Regions from separate parts of the Mus musculus genome. Here all the other regions are linked to region 3. The links are chromatin contacts, called in public HiCAR-type, HiChIP or PLAC-seq and promoter capture Hi-C maps. All regions are on one chromosome and are shown on one strand. Each heading gives the region's core, a stretch centred on a gene start, on an enhancer-like site or on the middle of the called end of the contact. The rest is flanking DNA. Distances are from core to core; before and after follow the strand shown.

Region 1 (3,337 bases), core at 612-3,111, 1.7 Mb after region 3:
CAGCAAAGCAACTGTAAAGGACATCAATTCAAATCTACTGTTCCTTTCCACAATGCTCTTTCTGTGTTTTAAACTTGGTCCCTCAGATTTGATGACCAAAACTCAAATCCCCTGAGATGATATAACTGACAGATGTGAGGGATCTGAGAAGCAGAGATTACACATAACGGACCAGCAGTTCTTTTTAAAAGTAAAGCAAAGCCAGGGGTGGGGGTCTCCTCCCTGCACAAGTTAGTTCTGTGAGTTCCAGGAGACCAGCCATATTGGAAAACACTTGTCAATTGCAGTTCTGACAAGTGTTCCCGAACACCGATGCACGAAGCTAACCTTGTGTACCGAGGTGTACATCAAGGGCCTCTGGAGCTCGGCTGGGGCGTCTGGGCCATTTTGGGGGGGCTGTCTCCGGGACAGAGTCGTCCTTCGATCCGAAAGGAGAACCGCGCGCCGAGGAAAGGAGGGTGGGGAAAGGAGAGTTGAGGGGGGATGGTGAGGAGTTGGAAGCCGCTCAGCGGCAAGAGGGGCGCGGCGGCCGCCCGGGATTTCCAAGTTGAGATCTGGGGGGGAGGGGCTGAGAATCAGGGGGCGGGAGATCCCGGAGAGAAAGTCCCCAGGTCTGGGGTCCCAGAGTCTGGGGCAGGGGAGATTCCGGCGAAGCCGTTCCCAAGGTGGGCAGGCGGGCGGGGCAGGGAAGGAGAAGCAAGAAACGGAAAGGACTGCGGCGAGAAAGTCCCCTCGGTCCCCTCGGCGGAGCCCGGGAATCTACAGAGCAAGGGATCGCTGCTAGAAGGGTCCCCCCCGCCCCCCGCCCCGCGCTGGGCCAAAGGGTCCAGGAGATGGGAGGGGATCGGGCAAGGAAGTCAGCTCAATGGAGTCCAAGAGGAGTCCCCTAGGTCCCCTCTGTGGGGTCCGGGAGGAGTCCCCTAGACGGGATCCACGCAGAGTCCCCTCGAATCAGGAAGAAGTCCCCTGAGTCCCCCTCGTCGAGGTCCGGGAAGGGTCCCCTTGGCGGCGCACTGACCTGTCCTCCGAGTCCATGCGGCTCAGCGGCTCCCCGTCGGACGACATCTCCAGGCTGCCCCGCCGGCCCCCGGAGGTCGCGCTGCTCCCGCCTCCCCCGGTGCCGTAGCCCTCGTCGCCGCCGCTCGACACCACGCTACTGCTGCTGCTACCGCCACCGCTGCTGCCCGGGCCGCCCGGGCCGCCCCGCGGTCCCTTGGGCTCCTCCAGGCCCTCCTTCCCGTCCCCATCGCCGCTGCTGCTGCTCGCCGCGCCCGGGCTCAGCGAGCGCGTCTCGTCGCCGCTGCAGCCGCCGCTGCTGCTGCCCACCAGGCTCTCGGCGCTGCTCTCCTCCTCCGCGCCGCCGCTGCTGCTGCCCTCGTCCTCGTCGTCCTCCTCGTCCTCGTCCTCGTCCCCGCCCGCCTGGCTGGCGCTCTCGGGGCTCGGCTCCGACATGGTCTCCGCCTCGCCGCCCCCCGCGCCGCCGCCCGCTCCCCCGTTCAACAGCAGCGCGGCCACCGCCTCTGCCTCCGCCTCCTCGTCATCCTCCTCCTCCTCTTCCTCCGGCGGCTCGGCCCGGCCGCGCGCCGCGGGCCCGGGGCTGCCGGGGGACAGCGGGCTGAGGCGGGAGAGCTCCTCCAGGTCGGCCATGTCGGCGAGCGCGGCGGCCATGGCGGCGCCTGCTGCTCCTCCGCCTCCTCTCGCCGCCGCCTCCTCGCCCCCGCCACCCCCCGCTCCGCGCCCGCACGCCCCAAACTCCGCGCGGCCGCCGCAGAGCGGGAGGAGGGCCCGCGGGGCTGCGTCAGGCTGCACACGCGCTACGGAGCCCGCGCGGGGACACGCGCCGGAACGCGCGCACTCACGCGGAGGAGGCAGCGCGCCTGCGCGCCGCGGCGGCCCCGCCCCTCCAGAGTTTCTTTGGGCCTTCCCACGCCTTCCCGCTCCGGGCGGAGGCGGGACGAGCCCTCGAAACCCGAAGTCGGTGGGGATTTTCACAGCCCTGGACTTCTACAGAGAGAAGGAGAAGCATCGGCTCAGAGAGAGAGAGAGAGAGAGAGAGAGAGAGAGAGAGAGAGAGAGAGAGAGTGTGTGTGTGTGGTTTGCGGGGGAGGTGGTGTCCTGTAGAAGGAAGCCGTAAGTGGAGCAAGTGTCTGGCCGTCTGAGCGCTTGCCATACTCAAAAGACAGGTCTCAGACATGTGCAGAAAGTTCGATAAATCGGTTTTTTTTTGTTTTTTGTTTTTGAAGCGCCGAGCCGATGTCCACACCGCGGAGGCAGAGGCTTGACTCGCAAGCCAGGCTTGCTTACCTGTCCCGATGTCCCAATGACCCAAGGAGGGCAGCTCAGACGAGGCGGGCGTTGCTTTGGCTCGAGATCCTCGCAGGTTTTAAGTCCTGGAGCTTCTAATAAAATCTGGGGTGACACTTGTAGGCAGGCTGAGTTCTTGGGGTGTAGCGCTGGCCGTTGAGGGCTCTAACCGCTCTTCCAGAGGAGCCGGCGGTCGGTTTGCAGCACCCACAAGGCGGCTCACAACTGTCTAATCCCAGCAGCTCTGACCACATCTCCCGGCCTCCCTCCCAGTCTGGTGGGTGGTGCACACAGGTACCTCACCTAAAAGGCACACCTTTAACCCCAGCCCTAGGGTGGCCGAGGCAGGAGGGTCTCCGAGATTCCGAGGCCAGCCTGATCTATATAGCGAGTTCCAGGCCAAACTGAAATCCTGCCTCACAAAAAGGGAGGGTGTGAAGAAGAAAGCAGGGAAGAGGTTACTACTCCTACTAATGAAAGGCTCCTCCCTATCCCCAGGCAAGAGTCAAACCTTCCCTTTACAGCTAGGGAAGCATTGCATCTTCCTGAACTTCTCGGTAAGGGAATGCTTTGTAAATAAGCTTTTTGTAAAATAAAGACCTGGAGTTTATGAGGAAGGCTGGTGAGCAGCCCACATCACACCCTGACTCCGGGGCACATCTGATGCTCTGGAGTGGGGAAGCAGTCTCAGAGAGCATTCCCTCATTCATTCTTAGTAGATCTTCACACACAAAGAGAGAGAGAGAGAGAGATCCCCCAGGTGGAGTATTTTCATGTTTCTAGAATTCACTGCCCTAATTTAAAAAATAAACATAATAAAAGAAACAACATGTAGTATGAGGCTAGAAGGGATTGTTGCAACTTTGAGGCCAACTAGTGTGGGCCACAAGGAAACCGCCCCACAAATATCTTAGTGTACAGTTGCAGCCTTAACCTTTGGATACATACTATCACACGTAATGTTCCCCCAGTGGAAGGAAACATCCTCAAAAAAAAAAAAAAAAAAAAAAGAAAAGAAAAGAAAAAAGAAAAA
Region 2 (3,353 bases), core at 125-2,624, 1.7 Mb after region 3:
TTCTTATCAGAGTTCTGCAAAAGAACACAAATGGCAACCAATCACATCTATTTATCATAACTGAAAGGTTAGTTATCTTTTGATAATCTCCACTGTCTAAATATTTTCTATCAGGACTTCAAATCAATACACACTGTCAAGATGGTTATCTTACAGTGCTTTTGGTGTTTTTAAGGGCAATTGTTTGTCTCTCCAATAAAACTACTGTAATCACTAGGGGGGAAGAAAAAAAGCAGCTTAAGCAGCGAGCATGCAAAGCCTTTTCAGAAGCTGTTCCACTGAGTTGCCAGAGAGTGTCTGCGCAGTCTCCCACAGCGCCATTCCATGCCATGTGGACTGCAGTATATATTAATATATTCCACAGAAGACCTCCTTCACTCACAGAATGTCCACACTAGCCATAAATAGTACTCTAAATACTGGACTTAAAGTAAAGGAGGAAGGAAGGGGTTGACTGTAATGTGCAACTTTCCCTAAGCCCATTGTCAGTGACTAAGACTGCAGGTGTCCCCGCGTGTTTGCTTTTATGTATTTATGAATGTTTTACCTCTTCAACCTCTTCTGCGGCATTGTTCTAGAAAGAAAAAGAAAAGTTCTTTATTCAGTTGAATCAAACACTTCAAAATATTAAAAATACTTGTAGAATTGAAAATAGTGATGGTGACAGACTATCACATGAGGTGATTTCCAAGTGTGGATGTGTGCCTTCAGTCCCAACTGCTGAAGACTGAGGCAGGGGAATGCTTGAGTCTGGGAGTTCAAGGACAGCTGGGGCAACACAGACAAACCTGTCTCAGGAAACAGATATACTGAGAGCAAAAGTAATTATCCTAAAACATACAGATAGAATGAGAAGAATTTACATCATTTTTAATTTTTAAAAAAAATCTGATAATTATTTCTATTATCAAGAGTTCCACGTCTAAAATGTATTTTCAACTATTTTTAAAGGTATGTTTATACTTCAAATAAATGCTCTTTTTAGTCACATTTGGAAGTGAAGTGTACACTTTCAGTAGAACAGTCATACTTTCATTTTGACATATATATAATTTTATATATAATAATCAATAAATTATTCCTCAAAAAACACAAGTTGGAAGGAATAACTTTTTCTGGTCAAAATCCAGCAAGTTAAGCCCTGATCTCACACCAAGACAATCAAGCCTTTATTACTATCCCACAGACTTCCAGTTCTCTCAATTCCAACTTTCAGAAGAAAAGCCCCAAAGACAAAGTTCAGTGCTAAGGTCCAGAGTTGTTTCTTCTCGGCTAGTTGCTTTAATATATTCATGAGGCATGCATGTCTGTAAGCTGAGCACTCAGGAGGCTGAAGGGGTGGAGCCCAGGACAGCCTGGGTACACAAAAAAAAAAAACCTCATTTCCCAAGAAGACACTTATGTATCTTGATCCAGTCAGCCTGGTTTCCATGAGTATTTCTGAACAATCAAATCTAAGTGTGAAGACTACTTTAAATCCCTTTCCCTAACACATGTAAAGTGTTTTCTATAAAGCACAACACACGAGCAGGACGTGGTGGCGCACGCCTTTAATCTCAGCACTTGGGAGGCAGGGGCAGGTGAATTTCTGAGTTCGAGGCCAGCCTGATCTACAGAGTGGGTTCCAGGACAGCCAGGGCTACACAGAGAAACCCTGTCTCAAACCCCCCCCCAAAAAAAAAGCACAACACACAACAATAAGTTGATGTGGGAAAGGATGAGGGAAGAGGACGGCGAACACAGGCATGGGTGCTCATCCAGCTGTTAACTCTGAAGGTACAGTCCTAAAAGTCCTAATGCAGACAAGCTCTCCCACAACAGAGCTCTCCTAGTTTCCATTACCTCCCCAGAGAGAAGTAGGATCAAATCTAAGTGAAGCACCATCAAATAAATAACACTCAGCTTTCAAAGTATGACTTTCCCATATTCTTAGTATGATTTCTCAATCTTATTCCATCTATCAAAGAATAAGTTTCACTGCATGTATCACTCACTTCCCACAAAGGCTATTTTAGTAAGGACGATCAAGAGTCTCAATGTTCCCTCATTGCAAGGCCCATGAATGTTAGCACTTTGCTCTCAGAACAATGTCTCAAACAGAAATCCTGATACACTGAATGGCATTTTAAACACCTTAGTCACAGGAGGAACAGGACCTTTCAAAGAGCTTGATTCCTACAAATGGAGCTTGTAGGGACAGAGACACAAATTAGTTGGTGGGACCCCTGACTGGCATAAGCACCCCAAGTTTTGATCACCACTACTCCACCCTACCCATCTCCGAATTAGCTAACCTCATGATGGCTAATCTATCTGGTGATCTGTCAATATCATCTTACTGCTGGCCAACCCACTCTAACAAGAAATATATTAAATTACAATGTCAACCTAAAAGTATAAGGCTGAGTACCTTCTTAGTCACTAGTCTGTTATATGGGCCACACAGCAGGAAATGAACACCCTACTGCAGTTATGATATATGCAGAGAGAGTAGTCCCAGAGAGGCTGCTATTGTTGTATATCAGCTAAGAAAAATTCCCAAGAATTTTTTTTGAACTTCCGAGAACTTCTTTGAACCACAGTCTGAAACTGCCAGGTCAGAGAAGCTGAGAAATGAGACTAGGGCCAGGCAGTGATGGCGCACACCTTTAATCCCAGCACTTGGGAGGCAGAGGCAGGAGAATTTCTAAGTCCGAGGCCAGTCTGGTCTACAGAGTGAGTTCCAGGACAGCCAGGGCTACACAGAGAAACCCTGTCTTGAAAAAACAAACAAGAAAAATAAAAGAATTGAGACTAGGAAATAGTTAACAAGCACAAAGCTACTTAAACCTCTCTTGGGCTCAGTCTGGGGAGAATGTGAGTGGAGTACCGGGCATACACAACACACTCCATTTCTTTCCAGGCCCACAGAGTCTGACACAGAGGCAGTGAGGCAGCACTGATGACACAGCCCCACAACCCATGCACCACCCAAGAAAGCTATTGGAAAGAAATATCTAGCACAAGTTGCTTGTCCCAAGCCCAGAAATCTATGTTCTGAAGCCTTTAGAGCAACATGGTTCTGAATGCTCTGATGAAAGATGTTCAATTAATCATGTCTAGGCAAAATCAAGACAAAATCCAGCATTTTAGATAAAGATTATATTTCATCTCTACTGAAAAATAAATTTCAACTCACCCAAAATTTAGAAAGATCAAAATAACAATTACGAAAGGAAAAGTATATTGTCACAAAGTAAATTACCTGTAAATGTTTGGGTCCAACAGCAAGGCAGTATCTTTGGGTAGCTTTGATAAATGAACTACTTTCGTTTTTAACTGATGTCGTTCACTCTCATTCACCCATACATCTG
Region 3 (3,761 bases), core at 931-3,430:
GAGTTACCAAGGAACCTAGAGGCCTATATGAATACACACAATGAGATTTGTCTTATTAAGAGATAAAAGTTAAAATCTCAGAATTTTCTAGTTCAGTTAAAAGTAACTATCTAATATACATTGAACAATTGAACATGTAGACTTTTAATGGAAAAAAAGCTTCAGACTTCTCAAGACAGAACAAATTCAACACACAGTTCAAAGGGAACTGTGTCACATCTTCCGCCGAGCCTCTCACCTGTCTGAAGTTTGTAACGGCTTTGATAACAGGAGAGGCTGTGACTAGGAGAATGTCTTCCTCTGGGAAACTGACAGCCAGCTGAGTTTTAAGGAGAAAGGACAGGAGAGAGAACATCAGGCATTACTGAGTAAATGATGCTGTCATGGTGCTATGGCACTGTAAGTAATAAACCGTCAGTGTCTCACATGTAAAATCGTGTTATTCTGAGTGTTAGCCACAGTGCCACAGCACTGGTGATGGTAAACCCTTACAGTGATAAGATGAACAGTACAGTCACGATAAAGGAGAACAAAGACCTAAAACCACTACAGCAGTATCTTTGGCCGACTTATTCCATATACCAGTTTAAAGCTATACAGCCAATTACAGACTGCTTACTTACTTCCATTCATTTTAAAGTAGTGTTTTTACTTGCCTTCGCTGAGGATAAAATTAAAGCAAGGCTGCGATATGAGACAGAATCTCAGCATCACTCTTCCCATGGCCCTCACACTCCCTCTCTGACTAGTACATACTCAGGGAAGACAGAGCCATTTGAACCTTAGCTTAACAAAACACAAAGACTTAACATGCAGCAGTTTCACGATTTCTACCTTTTCCCTACACTCCGGAGGGGGGTGGTCGTTTGCTCATCTTGGATTCTGTTCCACTGCCTGTCCCATGTCCCTGCTCATGTCCCACGAAGCTCAGCACCCTCAACCCCACGCCCTCAGGCCATACAACAGTCCTGTGACTCAACCTATTTGAATGTCCTATATCTGACCACTCTCTGCCTTTGTTTCCTCTTCATATTCTGTAATCTATCTTGTACATTTCTTGTTGGATCAAGTTCTCAAAACTTAATACTCCTGAGAACTATCTACAGGTTAGCTTCCTGCTTCACACAGCTGTCGACCATTTGCCCTTAACACACACACTGTAGCTAATCAAATTTACAAAGCTTTCACCCCTAACTCGAAACCATCTATTTGCAGACTTTCATTAAACACAGCAAGTCGTATCAACCTATGTGGTCTGAACTCTGGCAGTCTTCCTTGCTTCTGTCTCTTATCAGCTTCTCTGCTTGCAATTTAAGTCATGCTTTCTTCCCATGAAGGCTACACTGTGGAGTATGTTTTTCTTCTCTATTTGGTAATCTTTACACATTAAGAGAAGTTAATTACCCCTTACCTTAATTCACTCCTACCAGTAACTCCTAAGATTAAGGTAACACAGTGATGACGTGACTTGGAATATGAACTCTTTGATGGATAAACAGGAGCTGCACCACCCAAGTTTAACAACTCAAAAAACACTTCCTGCTACTATTTCTGGTGACTTCAGCGGTTGGTGATCGCAACAAAATAGTTCTTTTCTGTAATACGCACATGTAAACACATCTGATTCATTTGTTTATCATGATTAGAATTTCCTCATCTGTAGTCCTTTGCCCCAAACTTCTGCTAGACATGAAATTTTATCTTTGGAGTTCAAGGTAACGTTGAAATTATTTATTAACGTCGTGGCACTTATCAAGAAACTAAATTTCATGTGTGAAGGAAATCTGAAAAGTGGGAGAATTTTCTGTCCAAACGCCAAGGTCTCCTGCCCACTGGCACACTATTCCACCCGGAGTCTGGTTCGATTTTGGATTCCTAGCTAATTAGGCACTGTCTACTCCTGGCCCCAAACGCTACAACGGGGCTCTGCGCAGCCTCCCCACCAGCGGCGCCGCCGAGTGGGCGTGGGGAAAAGCCGGAAGAGCGACCCGCGAAGCGGTGCCGCCCGCCGCAATCTCCCGTAACCACGACAACAGGGTCCAGAAGGGGCGGAGCACGCGCCCACGAACCTGCTCGGCACACGTGACGCCAGCGATGCCACCTCCTACCACCACGAATGTCCCTGCCGGTCGCGGGGCCTCCATAGTTCCCCGGGGGCTGGCGGCAGACTGAACACTGGTGAAAGTTCCAGCTATTTTCTACCCGGAAGAGACGCTGCCCACAAATCACTTCCGGCGCTCGGGCCATTGACATTGGACTACGGGTGCCCGGAAGCTCACACTTAGTCCGTATGAGTATTTCCCACGTGTTTTGCGTTTGAAAATCTGGAGGCAGACTTTCCGGCTGTTACCACGCCCACATCTTGAACTCTGGTTGCCCCTGCCTTAGGGGACTTTCATGCGAGCCTCTTCTTATTCTGTAGGGGAAGAACTCGAATCCTCTGGAATAGTCTCGATTGCTGCCCTTCACATAGCAATGGGATATTGTGAAAACTCATTCTTTTTGTTTTTGTTTTTGTTTTTTGCGAGACAGGGTTTCTCTGTATAGCCCTGGCTGTCCTGGAACTCACTTTGTAGACCAGGCTGGCCTCGAACTCAGAAATCCGCCTGCCTCTGCCTCCCGAGTCCTGGGATTAAAGGCGTGCGCCACCATGCCCGGCCTTTGAAAACTCATTCTTTATGACATCTTTATGACAATCAAATACTGTTGAATAGTTGAAGAAGTTAGCCTCTAACTTCCAATTCTGAGCTCAGTAAAAATGTACAGGTGCAAAAACATAGCATTTCTTAACAGTTATAGTTTCCTAGTGTTCATTTGCCTGAGGAATGGCGTTCAGAAATGGCTGAGTTGTTTTCACCTCTTTCCTCTGCAGTATCCTCTCTTACCTTGCTGTTAATCTTTGTGCCCTTGTGGATTGTCTCGCTTGGCGGTTTGATTTTAATATTAAGGCCTTTTTTAATCGTCTCTGTCTAACACTGGTATTTATTGATGCCTCTTTAATTCTTTAAACTCTGAGGATGGCCAATCTGGGTAACAGGGACTCTATATCTCATTATAGATATACACTGCTTCATCGTTTTACAGGAGACCATTTGCTCCTCAGCTTTGAATGACACCGCTGCTTTCTTTCTTTTCTTAGCACACACAACGTCAGCTTTTTGCAACTCCTTTCCCTCAATAAGCTGCCGCTCCTCATCAATAACTTTAATAACTGTAAAATGGAGAAAGGAGTTGCCTCTATGTAGCCCAAAAACATCTTATGAGTTTAAACCTACCCTGCTTTACTTCATCCCAACTACACCAAAGTCGTAAGCTCCTTGACACGACCCCAGCTACTATTTCTGGTGACTTCAGTGGTTGGTGATCTCAGTAAAATAGTTCTATTTGTAATACCCACATGTAAACACACCTGATTCATTTGTTTATCATAGTTAGAACTTCTGTTGGACATGTTACTCATCAACATAAATAGAAATATTAACTAATATTCAAACTGTATCCATTCACCATTTGCTGTTTTACTTTAGAACATAAAAAAAAAACAATAACAAAACAGTGAAGGGATGGTCAAGAATAAAAAGAATAAGTAGGCCTTTTGGACTTTAAAGCGAAACAGCAAAAAAGTATTTTAAATATATGACATATTTAAATGACACATATATATCATCTATCTATCACCTACCTAGTATCTTAAATATATATATATATATATATATATATATATATATTTATATATATATATGATCTTCATAGGCACCGCA
Region 4 (3,764 bases), core at 1,104-3,603, 1.9 Mb after region 3:
AATAAGCTTAAACCCATCTTATCTGTCTTCACCATGTTCATTTAAGTATGTGTCGATCCAAAGTCTTGGCTGGCAAGATCATTAGTCAATCAATATAACATTATTTGGAATTTGGAAGATGACAATTCAAATTTAAAGCCACCAGGAAAGTTCCAGCAATATTTGAGATGACCTAACATAATTATTCCCTTTAACAGTGGTCAGGGTGGGAAAGGATCAGCTGTGATATCCCAAAGGCAAAGTCTTCGAGCCCTGGTAAAACACCCATCACTGACTGCACAAACCCCAAATGGGCAGCATTTTGCCTTTTTAGGTATATCTTGTTTATTCAAAACCCTATTTTTCAATTCGAATCCATTTAGGTTTCTTCTACCATGAAAGGAACGCAAGCCTTCAATTAGTGGAAAACTGACTGAATCCTTACACACGAGTTTCAACACACTTGACCTGAAGAGAGGTGGGGTTTCAAGTGAGCGACTGCATCTTTATGTGCCACTTATGTGCCACAGGCCACTTATGTGCCACTTATGATGACAAGAGCTTTGGATTTAATCACAGCATCTCCAGAATGAAAAGGCACACATGTGTGCACAGAACGGGAGCCCAAGCAAAGTAAATCAAACAAGAATAAATAAATAGATAAATGCGAAATCACATCATAGAATAAAATATTTCCGGCATGTGACTGCTATTTTTTAATCTGTGAGGGTAATTCGAAGACATTCGTGTCATACGTAATCAAAATAGGCCTGAGATAATGCCATAAAACATTTGGGCTAAATTCTTTTAACCCTATATTGTCTTCCATGAAATAAACGTGCCCATATCCACAAGGGTAACGAGGCTATCAAAGTTGCAAATGCGTACAGTAAACAGGCTGAAGCTAAAGAGTGCAGAGAGTTAGGAAACATGACGGTTTATTAGTCAGAAATGCCCTAAAAATGTAACCTCATCATGCCTGCTACAGCAGCCTTCCCTTTCCTCCTCCACACTTGTGCAAATTTGGACACATTATTAGTCACTTCACTGAACTCCAGCGTTTAGCAGAAAAGGCAGGTTTGTTCACCCTTCTGGCAACTTTAATAGGAGATCCTCAGAACCTCGGAGCTGGCGAGAAAAGTACCCAGAGGGAGAGACAGAACTGGGCCTCACCTTCGACCCAACTGTTCTCAAGCCTTTGCAGTCACCCGGAATAGAGGCGGGCCAGTATGAGAACTCACGTTACGTTTCAGGCAAACAAGTTGGGTGAATGTAAACAAAGAATGACAAAAGAAAGCCAGACCAGCACTGAAACCACCACAAGCCCTCCTCCAGCTCAACTCATGCTAAACATTCAAGAAAGCTATCAAAGCAACCCGAGATGCATTTCCTCGTGGAACTGGGGCCCGAAGGCCCCCCACGCGGGACCGCCCTGGCTCGCCCACCGCCTGCTGGTGGTACGTGGAGCTTGGCTGCGGCTACCGGGGACTTTTGAGCCGGGATCACTGGCTGCGGCGCCCGCTCCAGCGTCCTAACTCCAGCGGCTACTCGGGTAGCAGGAGGGGACTCACCGGTGTTTGGATCACATGGTGGGGGGGCACCGCAGCACCCCTAACTCTTCCATCAGTCACCTACCCACAGTCCCACTTAGGAGAAGTAGGAGGTGGTGGAGGAGGAAGCTGCTTGGCAGAAAGCAGTTCTCTGGGGAGCAGGGCGAGGATGCGGGACCGTCTCACCGCAGGGGTGCTGGGATGCGGGGAGCAAAGGGGAGCGGGTGAGGACTTCCTAAAGGGTGCTGGAGGCGGAGACGGGGGCGATCCGGGGTAGAGGGGCGTCGCCCATCCTCGGGGGGCGTCCGGGAAAGGATGGGGACCAGGGCGCCAGGAAGAGGGCGCCGTCTCCAAGCGCTGATGAAAAGGCGGAGAAGAATAGGCGCCCCGGGACTCAGTCGCGCGGAGCCCGGAGCCCCTCCAACCCCGCCAGGTGGCCCGGAGCCGCAGCCCCGGCCGGCCCTACCTGTGCTCTGCCGCCGGTGCCCGGTGACCACGGCCTCGCCGGTGACCGGGTGTAGCCAGGTGGTGCTCTTGGCCTCCTCGCTGCAGGGAAGAGAAGGGACAGGCGCTGAGCGGCGCGAGGGGCGACCCACGGGGGCCCCCGGCCCGCTCGCTCCCACCGCTCCCCCCAGCCGCCCGGCGGCGCCTCCCCCGCCCGCTCACTTGATGAAGAAGACGCGGCCGCCCCTAGTGATCCCGTACGTCCAGGAGCGCGGCAGCGAGCAGATCCACTCCAGGTTCAGGTCGGCCGCCATGTCTGCTCCCCGGCCGCCGCCGCCGCCGCCTTGTGCTGCCGCCGCCGCTGAGGAAGGAGGGCGCGAGCGAGCGAGCGAGCGAGCGAGCGAAAGGAGCGCAGGGCGCGCGGCCCGGCCCGAGCGCGCCCCCGCGGCCGCCCTACCCCCTCGGGCGGCGCCCTCCCCGCCGCCCCGGCTGAGTCCGGCCTGCGTCGCCGCCCCTCGGCATCCTCCGCGGCCGGCCGCCGGCCCGCGCTGCGCTCGCTCGCTCGCTCGCTCGGAGGCTGGGCGAAGCGGCGCCGCGCCCCCGCCAAAGCCCTCCCCCGTGCCCCGCCCGCGCCGCGCGAAGGTTCCGGGGTCGGGTCCCGCCGGCGCCCGCCCGGAGGGCTGGGCTCCGAACCTGTGAGGTTTTGAATCAGCTACTGCCTGCCTAGCCCGGGGCTTCTCTGGGAGACGCCGGGCGTTGAAATGGAAAACTGCTTTTGGGAAAGGCTTTTCTGGTGTGTGGCGTGCCAAATAAAGGAGGGTCCGCGAGTGAGCTCGGACCACTGAAATGGGACTGATTCAGACTTAAGGTCTTTTTGTTACTGGTGGTTTTTTTTTTTTCCTTTCTAAGCTTCTGAGCCATATAATAGTTTAGAAAATAAAAACTTGCCTTTTCCTTTCTTAAAAAAGATGCACTTGATTATCAACGTGAATTTCTAGGCTCCCAATCTCTCTCATTTATTACAAGGGCAACTTAACTTTACGGAGTCCTTGGGGTGGTGGACATTTAAATCCCTTCGAACTATGATTGTCTCCGTTTCACTGAGAGGGGCAAAGAAACGTAAAGGAACAAAGGTGATTGTGCCCAGGGTTATGGTGAAAAATGGCAAAGTCTGAATTCAAATCGCCTATAGATTTCCAAGAGTCTACTCGAATGAATACGTTGCTGTATAGTATTTTTAATGCCTTGGCACCCCCGGCCCCCTTGTCCTTTGAACAAAGGAAGGGTTCACTGCTAGTAAGACCTCCCTTGCACCAGTAAAGAGCGCTATGCTTGCTCCTTACTGCCCCTGGTCCTTCATCATCACTCTTGGAATTGTCTCCATGGCTTTGCAGCAAATGACTCATCCCAGAGGAAACACAGTTCAATAATAACAGTACAACTTGGCATTCTCGAAGCACCTTTTTTTTTTTTTTCCCTGACCAGTTTGGATGCTTCTGAGGCATTCTCTCATTCATCTTCCCAAGTAACTGAAATAAGTAAATGATGCTTTTCAACCTTTAAGGAAACCAAGGCACAGGGAGGGTGAATGCCCTTGGCCAAAGCTCCTGATGAGCGTGCATTTTCATTGGCTTTTCCTCCTATCTCCTGATTCCCCAAGGCCATACGTCTCTGGTGAAACGGAGACTGCAATTACTGCTATAATTTTCCTGTCCATCTGCATATACAGGAGGAAAAAAAAATACCATCGCTGTAATGTTTTCTCTTTTGGGTTCGTTTGTATTCTGCTCC
Region 5 (3,517 bases), core at 3-2,502, 1.8 Mb after region 3:
AATGCAGCCAGTGCCTAAGTCCCCTGCATGTGAGTGAGAGCCCACCAGTGCTTATGTATGCAAACACTGCCTCAGGGCAGTGGCAGCCAGTCTTAGGGGTAGCCCTAGGTTCTCCTGGGTAATTCTCCTGTGAACTGGGAATAATTTCCTGAGTTTCTGTTCATTTGTCAAGATTTAATGTGAGGCCTAGGGAACCCGTGGTTGTCATTCTCTGTCACTCTTTGTTCTCACCTTGGTATCATTTCCCAAGGTGAACGACTTGCAAATAAGCCCACATCAAGGAAGGTCACACTACAAGCTCTGCTTTCTGGCAGAAACATGAAAGAACACAGTAACTAGCAGAGAGCTGAGGAGATGAACTCATCATAGCTGAGAGAATGTGAGGGAAAGGAGCTTTGGTGTTAAGGTTAAGACAGGTGAGACAGGTATCAACAAGGACCAGATCTATCAGCCACAACCACTACGATCACTACGATCATGTAGGCACCGGGCAGGCCGGGTTACCAGATCAGAGGACTGACAAGTGGGTATTAAGTCTCTGCTCAGAATGCGAATGAACCTGGTATCTAGTCAGTTTCCTTAGAATTCTGCCATTATGATGTCCTATTCTAGTCAAGAACTGTCTGGGCTTCAACTTCCAAGGTTAAATACGCTGGAGATGGGAGGACAGCAAGGGAAGGGGAGAGGGAGAGGGAGAAAGAAAGAGAAAGAGAAAGAGAAAGAGAAAAAGGAAAGAGAAAGAGAGAGAGAGTGGGTGGGGAAAAGGAGAGAGGGGAGGAAACGAGGAAGGAGGAGGGAGTGTTGTGTAACAGTTTCCACCCAGAGGGAAACCTTCCATCCTAAGGGAGAGCTCTTTAAACAGAGGTAAACAACTGAAGCAGTGTGAGGAAGTCCCCCAAACTGACCAGGTTTACCCTACCCTTCCCTGCCAGTGAATCACTAAAAGATGAGTCTGTCTCAGAGGAGCCACGTTGCAAAGGCCTCTCTGAGCTGCTTGGATGCAACAGAAACAAGCTGAGCTGCCCGGAAGTGGCATGTGGAAAGGACACTCAACTTGTTGAGCTACCTGTAGGCTTTGTGGTAAGCTCCAGGTTCCAAGATTTTGTGAGATGTCCCTCAAGCTGGGGTGATGCAGCTGTCTTTGAGACACTTCGGCTCCCGGAAGTAGCCCCTCACCCATATTCCTGTAACACTAAAATGCATTGACTCATCAAATTGGACTTCAGTGGTATCTTTACTGTTACTATGAAGTTTCTCCAACAGAAATGGTACAGCTCTGAGGGCTGTTTCCCCAGGATCAGCTCTGGAAGGAATGGTATCCTGGCAATAGGGAGCCAAGAAATACTACAAGGTCAGACTGCACAAACCTCACACAGGACATTTATTGAGAAAGACACGGGAGGATGGTTGCCTCTGGGTGAAAAGCAGCAGGGAACTGAGCAGGAGACAGACTTTATACAGGGGTGTGGTGGGGGTGTGGGGGGGTTGAGGGGGAGAGATAAGGGGCGGGGGCAGGGAGGGAGGGACGGGGAGGTGTGGACTGGTGGGTTTTCAAAACCCAGAAGTGAGCTTAGACTTTTTACCCTATATACTATCCATACTTTGGTCTGTCATGGGCTCTGGAGAGACCAAGGGAGGAAGAGAGGGGAAAAAGGGAGAGAGGTGATAGAGGAGGGAGAGAGAGAGAGAGGGAAGACAGACAGACAGTGTCTCTCTCTCTCTCTCTCACACACACACACACACACACACACAGAACCCCCCTATAAAACAGCAAAAAACCAGATTGTGGGAGAATCAAAGTTTGCTTGGCTATATGAGACTAAAGGAGTGAAAAAGATTGGTACAAGATTATTTATTCTTTGCAGCAAGGTACAAGAAGATATCAACTTTCTAGGCCCTAAGACTAGTTTGGGCAATGGCGGGGCACGCCTCTAAATCCCATAACTCAGCAGACAGAGGCTGGAGCATCGCTGAGGTCACTGCGGAATTCACTGACCCTCTTCCTTGCTCTTCATCACTAACAGGGACGTCACAAAGGAAACGTGGAAAGAAACAAACGAGATGAACAGGCAGCACTGATGGGACCCAATGCATTATGGGAAAGGGGGCATGAAACTGGGAGGGAGGAGTGTTGTAGGGAACCTGGGGGAGTGGACATGATTAAAATACAATATAAACACATATGGAATTCTCAAAAGAATAAACAAGATATCATCAAAAATACAGACTACAAGTAGTGGACTAGCTATTTAAACAATCTATGACAGTGTAGTACAGAATAAAGCAGAAATCCTCCTACAGAAGTGTACAGCTACTCTTATTTATGTTTTGCTTTTGTGAGACAGGGTCTAAGTCTGTAGTCCAGCAGGCCTACAACTCATGATATGTATCTTCCAAGACCCTGACACTTTAAGCCTCCCAAGTGCTGGGACTGAAGGCTTGCACTGGTTTTAAAAGTCACTTCAGTAATCACTTGTCATGAGAGGTGGCATCGAGAAACCATGCTCTCGTGCTCAAGCTATGAGGAGCAGAAGTCAATCTTCAGCCCGAGTGTGTGACGCACCAGCCCTGCATGCTTCACCTGCTGTGGCATGCCAGTGGCAGCAGAAAAGGGCTAGCACTCAGGGCATCTTCTGATTCTACTTTCCACGACTGATGTTAGAAATGAACACAATCTACAGGAAGGAAGGTTTTCCTGTGGGTGACTGTGGCACCTACAGAAGGCCAGAGGAAGGCTGCATCGCCTCCTTTTATTTAATGTTTGTGAGTGGGGAGACGGAGGAGGAGCAGAGAGGGAGAGAAGCCAGCACACACATGCCTTTGACTTTGAAATTTACCCAGAGCATCTTCCTCTGATCTGCTCTAATATGTGGTTCTATAAAACTGATGAGTCAATCTATAAATCCTGGACTTCTAATAATGCCTGCAAAAACAACAGGCCTGGTCATCTCAGACAGGTTACTGGCAGCAACAAGAGACAGCTGGAAAGGTTTGAGCTGAATGGGAAGTTCTACTAAACTAAAATTATCATAATTATTTTTACGTACTGTACAGTACAGCGATAGTTACATACAATGCACAGTGCAGTTCAAAAAATTTAATTTCAATACATTGCTACGAACAAATTTTAAGTGTATGTCAGAAGAGTTTTCTTTAGATAACCTTTTGTGGGTGGTGTATGCATAGCTAGTCAGGGGCCAAGTGTGTTCTCTCTCAGGAGCACCATGGCTTCTGTCTTTCTGTTTGGAGATCCAGTGGGACCTGAGGCCTGCTGGTTTTGCTAGGCTGGCTGACCAGACTGCTCTGGGATTGGCTGGGATTATGGGTGTGTGCCATGCTGCTGGGCTCCTGTGTGGGCCCTGGGGAGCCTGCATCCTCTCACAGCAAGCGCTTTACTCAGGAGCCAGCTGTCCAGCTCCAAGGGGTTACAAGGCTCTACGCACTTTCATACAGATGCACTTCTGTTTGTCAAAACTTTTACATTCTAACTGTTATTTAAAATGGCCAAATGCTATCA
Region 6 (3,858 bases), core at 1,072-3,571, 1.9 Mb after region 3:
GAGGCTGTGAGTTCCCTGATACAAAGGCAGGAAACTGAATTTGGGTCCTCTGCAAGAACAGTATGTGCTCTGAACCATAAAGCTATCATCCTAGCTCCAGTTTTTATTTTCAAAGGCTGTATTCTTATTTATGTGTATCTGTGTGTGTTTGTGTGAATGTATGCCACACATGTAGGTGCCTGAGGCCAGAGGAGGTCACTGGATCCCCTGGACCTTACAGGCAGTTGTGAGCTGCCTGGAGGTGCTGGGGACTGAATTTAGGTCTTCTGAAAGAGCAGCAAGCATTCTTGCTCTTAACTTTCCTGCTCCAAGTCACGGATCTTTATGTTTCTCTTCTATGCTCAAACATTTGATCAAAACAAGCCTATGCTACTGGCACACTTTAAATCATCATTGCATTCCACATCTTTGAAAGCACAATTACAATATTCCCATCTTTTGGGAGAGCAGGGACAAATGGATAGTCCTCGAATTGGAAATTCTCTAAAATGTAGTTTGCAAGTGTGAAATTCTGACATCAAAAGCTGATCTGTATGCTGGATGAGGGGGCACGTACCAAAAATCCAGCGATGGTCAGGAGGGAGGGTTGCTGTCTGAGGCTGGCCTGGACAACAACGCAAGGTCGAGGCCAGCCTTGATTATGTAACGAGATCTTGTCAAACAGTAAAATGGAAGACAAGATACTGTAAACTGGGCTGGGCACGTAGCTCACTGGGTAGAACGCTTGCCTGGCACGCATGCCTCCCTGGGTCTGATCCCCAGCACCTCAGGCCAGCTCAGACTAGCGATGCCAGCGCTGAGAGCAGAGACAGCTGAAGCATGGAAACAGTCACGGTCAAGGCAGAGCCAGCCCGGAAAACCAAAGGCTGACTCAGTAAGAACTGATGGATGGACAGACGGATGGACAACCAAGCAAGCCAAGGTCTTCTTACTTTTACTCTTGAGTATATAACAAGAGTCCCTCCCTAGCTGCTTGCTGCCAATGTAAAACTCATTTCACAATCACTCCACAAACCAAGCCTCACAGTCTTACTATTGTATATGAAGAACCCCAGACTTTCCATGCCTCAGCCCCAAGAGTGAGCCCCTGTGAAAGAAGCAAGAGTCTCTCCACAAACCTACGAAGTAATTGGAGAATGAAAATGCCTGTGATTACAGTTGAACGGCCTAGTCTTTCAAAGTACTAACTTCCATCTAACAGTGATTTCAAGTCTATGTTCAACAGCTAAGCCCTTCTGCACTTGTCCAGCACACACAGTGACTCTCCAAGCTAATAGTTGAGATTTCCTGATGACCTCAGAGACTGCACACTTTCAAACATCACTGGATCACTGAACGATAGAAGAACAAGTGACATAACTTCCACTGTGTGTACAACCAGGTGTAAGAGCAAGGTATATAACCTCCACTGTGTATGTATGGGTCTCAAATCAACTAATGACACATTTCATTATATTTTTGTTTCATTCTATCCATTCCACATTTTTTCTCTGTATTTAACTTTCATGAAAATGAGCTGTCCATATTGAGTTCTTATAAATAAGAGGCTAAATGTCAACTGCCTTGACATTAACTTGCCTATAAGTAGTGTAACAATCCCACCTCTGCGCCAGAGGCCAGAGGGAAAATCTGTCACCACGCATTTATAATTAACCCGTCCTCGGTTCTTTACTTCAGCTGTTTCTCAGGTTCCTTTACAGTGCTTAGTCATGTGCTAAGTTCAGGAGACTGAGGTCATATGGTGCCTCACTTGCCTTCTCTTATGAGTGTAACATACGCGATTTATATAATTGGTAGGCTACATGGGGGCTCCCCCACTAAAGCATAGACTAGAAGAATAAAAAAAGCATTTGGGAGTGACTGCACTTGTATAAAATAACTATCTTCATATAAAAAAAAAATCAACCTGTGAAACAGATTTCTCAGTGCAAAAGAACTAAATGTCTTGTTTTAAAATGTAATGTAATCATGTGTGAGTCATCAGATTTCTGAGAGGCAACTCTGCCTGTAATTAAAATATTACAAATGTAAGATTCCCCTCTTCTTTATTCTAAGTATTTGGTTTCTTGTTCCCAAGCAGAGTGAACCAATAATCTCGTAGACTTCTAGAGTTCAATAAATGTGACTAACATAGAACATATATAAAGTTGCCACTCCCTATTAATAAGTAACTACATTTACTTTCCTTTTAAAGAAAGCAATACACTGATATTTTACCTAGAATTCTGTCACAGGGGTGAGGAAACCAACACCCAGTGAGCCGGAGAGGAAGGAAGGCAGAGTGCAGCCTCAGCCCTTCCACTTCATGACCAGGAGAGAGCGACGTCACCCACGAAAGCCACTGAGTCCTCCAAAGGTGCTTGTTACTGTTCTGTGTTTTATGACACAGCACATTTTTATTGTTTCACTATGGAAACCAAGGCCAGGCTGCACTTCACAGGGCCCCGCTCTCCAGCTGTGTATTAGGTACTGAGTTTCTTTCTTGACCTGGCCAGGGCTCAATAATCCCTGAATATACCTGTATTTAACTCAATGACAGGACACATCTCTGGTTTCAGCTTTTTCTGTTGTATTTAACCAGAGAACAATGAATTGTGAACAAAGTGTAACACAGAGATAGGAGCCACACCCATCTTTCTGTGCACACTCCATCCCAAGCCCGTGGAGTGCCAGCAGCACCCTCCCCACACTTTCCTAAAAGGCACACAGCACACGATGAGATGGTAACTTGGGCAGTAGACAGCTCTTAGGGTTGAAGGTGAGTGTTCACAATTTTTAAAACCCAACCATGACACACCACGTCACACAAAGCACGTCACAACCTGAGTTGCTGTAAGGAAGGTTCTGCTGGTTTGCAAAGCTTGCATCCCCACAGTCGGCCCATCAAGGCAGGCCTGCCATTAGTCACACATAAGCTGATGATGGGCACTGCTCGAGTCAGAGGCATTGATGATGGAACAAACGCCCACCACAGCAAAGGCAAAATCCATACTTTCTGAGAAGTCACTAATTATTACTTTCTGAGTTAAACATGCACCTGCAAGTTACAATGGATGAAAGCACACTAGCACCATTTGGCACAGGTCTGATTGTTCCCCACTGCCAACTGAAATGTACCATGGAGGCAACAACGGAGGCATGGCAGAGTTCGGGCTCAGTGACTGCTGAGTGCTTTCAAAAGACGACATTATCAAACACCACCAAAAGTTAAGTGCAAAGCTTCTTCCTTAGGGCCACCGAATGATAATCGTTCTCTAAGTAGTCAACAGAGACCAACTAACCAGCTAATGAATAGCTGGTCCCTGAGAGCCAATGCTTCTCTTCTGGTGCTGGACGAAGGCTGGGCCTCTCTACACTTGTGCTCTTCAGTCCCTGTATCGCCATGAAGTCTCCTTCTGTCAAACTGGACTGTGGGTGAGTTTTCAGGCTTCACTCATGGAGAACAAATCACTTTGCATCTGAGGAATTATTCCTGAGCTGCAATGGCTATGTGTATTCATTTTACACTTTGAAAATCTGTGAGAAAATAATTGTCTCAAACTCAAATTTCATGTAGGTGGGGAAAAAAAAATCGCTGCTATAGCAACTGTAGGTTCTGTTTATGGGAATGAAAGGTGAAAAATTTACATTTCTAACACTTAAAAATTAAATATCTGATTTGTGATGGCTGAGAATGCACTGGGCCTCTCAGCAGACAATGCATGGTGCTGTGTACATGGTCGGGCGGATCACTGGGAGTCACACATCTCACTTGAGGCTACAGCAGGCCTACTCTTCTTCTGCCTCATGTTCCTTGGAGTCAGTCACGGAACACAGCAGCTTCCAACAGCGACTTTGCATTTCTGAGGTCTTATTGCT

What was found. Promoter capture Hi-C pulls out the DNA fragments that hold promoters and counts their contacts. HiCAR-type assays count read pairs that join an accessible place to other places. HiChIP or PLAC-seq counts read pairs in DNA pulled down with a chosen protein or histone mark.
Region 1: a contact with region 3 is called in a promoter capture Hi-C map of pre-B cells, with 14 times the contacts expected there. The contact joins the promoter of Aebp2 here to the promoter of Pyroxd1 in region 3. A contact is called at or near these places in 6 of 39 promoter capture datasets (the 3T3-L1 cell line, the C10 cell line, hippocampal neurons and 2 more), 3 of 484 Hi-C or Micro-C datasets (B cells, CD4 T cells and pre-B cells), 5 of 115 datasets of contacts at active chromatin or transcription factors (bone marrow-derived dendritic cells, large pre-B cells, pancreatic cancer cells and 2 more) and 2 of 9 other capture datasets (adipose tissue and liver).
Region 2: a HiCAR-type map of astrocytes shows a contact between it and region 3, with 7 times the contacts expected there. The contact joins the enhancer-like site here to the promoter of Pyroxd1 in region 3. A contact is called at or near these places in 3 of 39 promoter capture datasets (3T3-L1-derived adipocytes, the C10 cell line and liver), 1 of 115 datasets of contacts at active chromatin or transcription factors (astrocytes) and 1 of 9 other capture datasets (adipose tissue).
Region 4: a promoter capture Hi-C map of pre-B cells shows a contact between it and region 3. The contact joins the promoter of Plekha5 here to the promoter of Pyroxd1 in region 3. A contact is called at or near these places in 2 of 39 promoter capture datasets (the 3T3-L1 cell line and pre-B cells), 1 of 484 Hi-C or Micro-C datasets (pre-B cells), 2 of 115 datasets of contacts at active chromatin or transcription factors (astrocytes and microglia) and 1 of 9 other capture datasets (liver).
Region 5: a promoter capture Hi-C map of pre-B cells shows a contact between it and region 3, with 4 times the contacts expected there. The contact joins the enhancer-like site here to the promoter of Pyroxd1 in region 3. A contact is called at or near these places in 6 of 39 promoter capture datasets (the 3T3-L1 cell line, 3T3-L1-derived adipocytes, the C10 cell line and 3 more) and 1 of 115 datasets of contacts at active chromatin or transcription factors (astrocytes).
Region 6: a FOXA1 HiChIP or PLAC-seq map of pancreatic cancer cells shows a contact between it and region 3. The contact joins the enhancer-like site here to the promoter of Pyroxd1 in region 3. A contact is called at or near these places in 3 of 39 promoter capture datasets (the 3T3-L1 cell line, 3T3-L1-derived adipocytes and the C10 cell line), 2 of 115 datasets of contacts at active chromatin or transcription factors (astrocytes and pancreatic cancer cells) and 1 of 9 other capture datasets (liver).

The regions. Positions count from the first base shown.
Region 1 is chr6:140,622,026-140,625,362 of GRCm38.p6, reverse strand. It overlaps Aebp2 (AE binding protein 2), which reads right to left and starts at 1,861. Exons shown (of 8, transcript NM_001005605.2): 1 at 1,019-1,861. The coding sequence starts at 1,668.
Region 2 is chr6:140,647,977-140,651,329 of GRCm38.p6, reverse strand. It overlaps Aebp2 (AE binding protein 2), which reads right to left. Exons shown (of 8, transcript NM_001005605.2): 7 at 3,245-3,353; 8 at 1-574. The coding sequence ends at 544. Among named protein-coding and RNA genes, the nearest start is that of Aebp2, 26 kb to the right of the region's middle. Within about 2 kb of position 1,374, at least 2 of the 459 cell types and tissues checked have an H3K27ac peak or open chromatin away from gene starts, as enhancers often do.
Region 3 is chr6:142,344,116-142,347,876 of GRCm38.p6, reverse strand. It overlaps Pyroxd1 (pyridine nucleotide-disulphide oxidoreductase domain 1), which reads right to left and starts at 2,180. Exons shown (of 12, transcript NM_183165.3): 1 at 2,070-2,180; 2 at 239-319. The coding sequence starts at 2,144.
Region 4 is chr6:140,422,688-140,426,451 of GRCm38.p6, reverse strand. Plekha5 (pleckstrin homology domain containing, family A member 5) reads right to left here and starts at 2,353. Exons shown (of 31, transcript NM_144920.3): 1 at 2,196-2,353; 2 at 1,996-2,075. The coding sequence starts at 2,287.
Region 5 is chr6:140,558,641-140,562,157 of GRCm38.p6, reverse strand. The region is part of intron 15 of Plekha5 (pleckstrin homology domain containing, family A member 5); the gene reads right to left. Among named protein-coding and RNA genes, the nearest start is that of Aebp2, 63 kb to the left of the region's middle. Within about 2 kb of position 1,252, at least 62 of the 459 cell types and tissues checked have an H3K27ac peak or open chromatin away from gene starts, as enhancers often do.
Region 6 is chr6:140,464,949-140,468,806 of GRCm38.p6, reverse strand. All of the region lies in intron 3 of Plekha5 (pleckstrin homology domain containing, family A member 5), which reads right to left. Among named protein-coding and RNA genes, the nearest start is that of Plekha5, 43 kb to the right of the region's middle. Within about 2 kb of position 2,321, at least 76 of the 459 cell types and tissues checked have an H3K27ac peak or open chromatin away from gene starts, as enhancers often do. A contact at or near this core is called in pancreatic cancer cells, where this site is marked.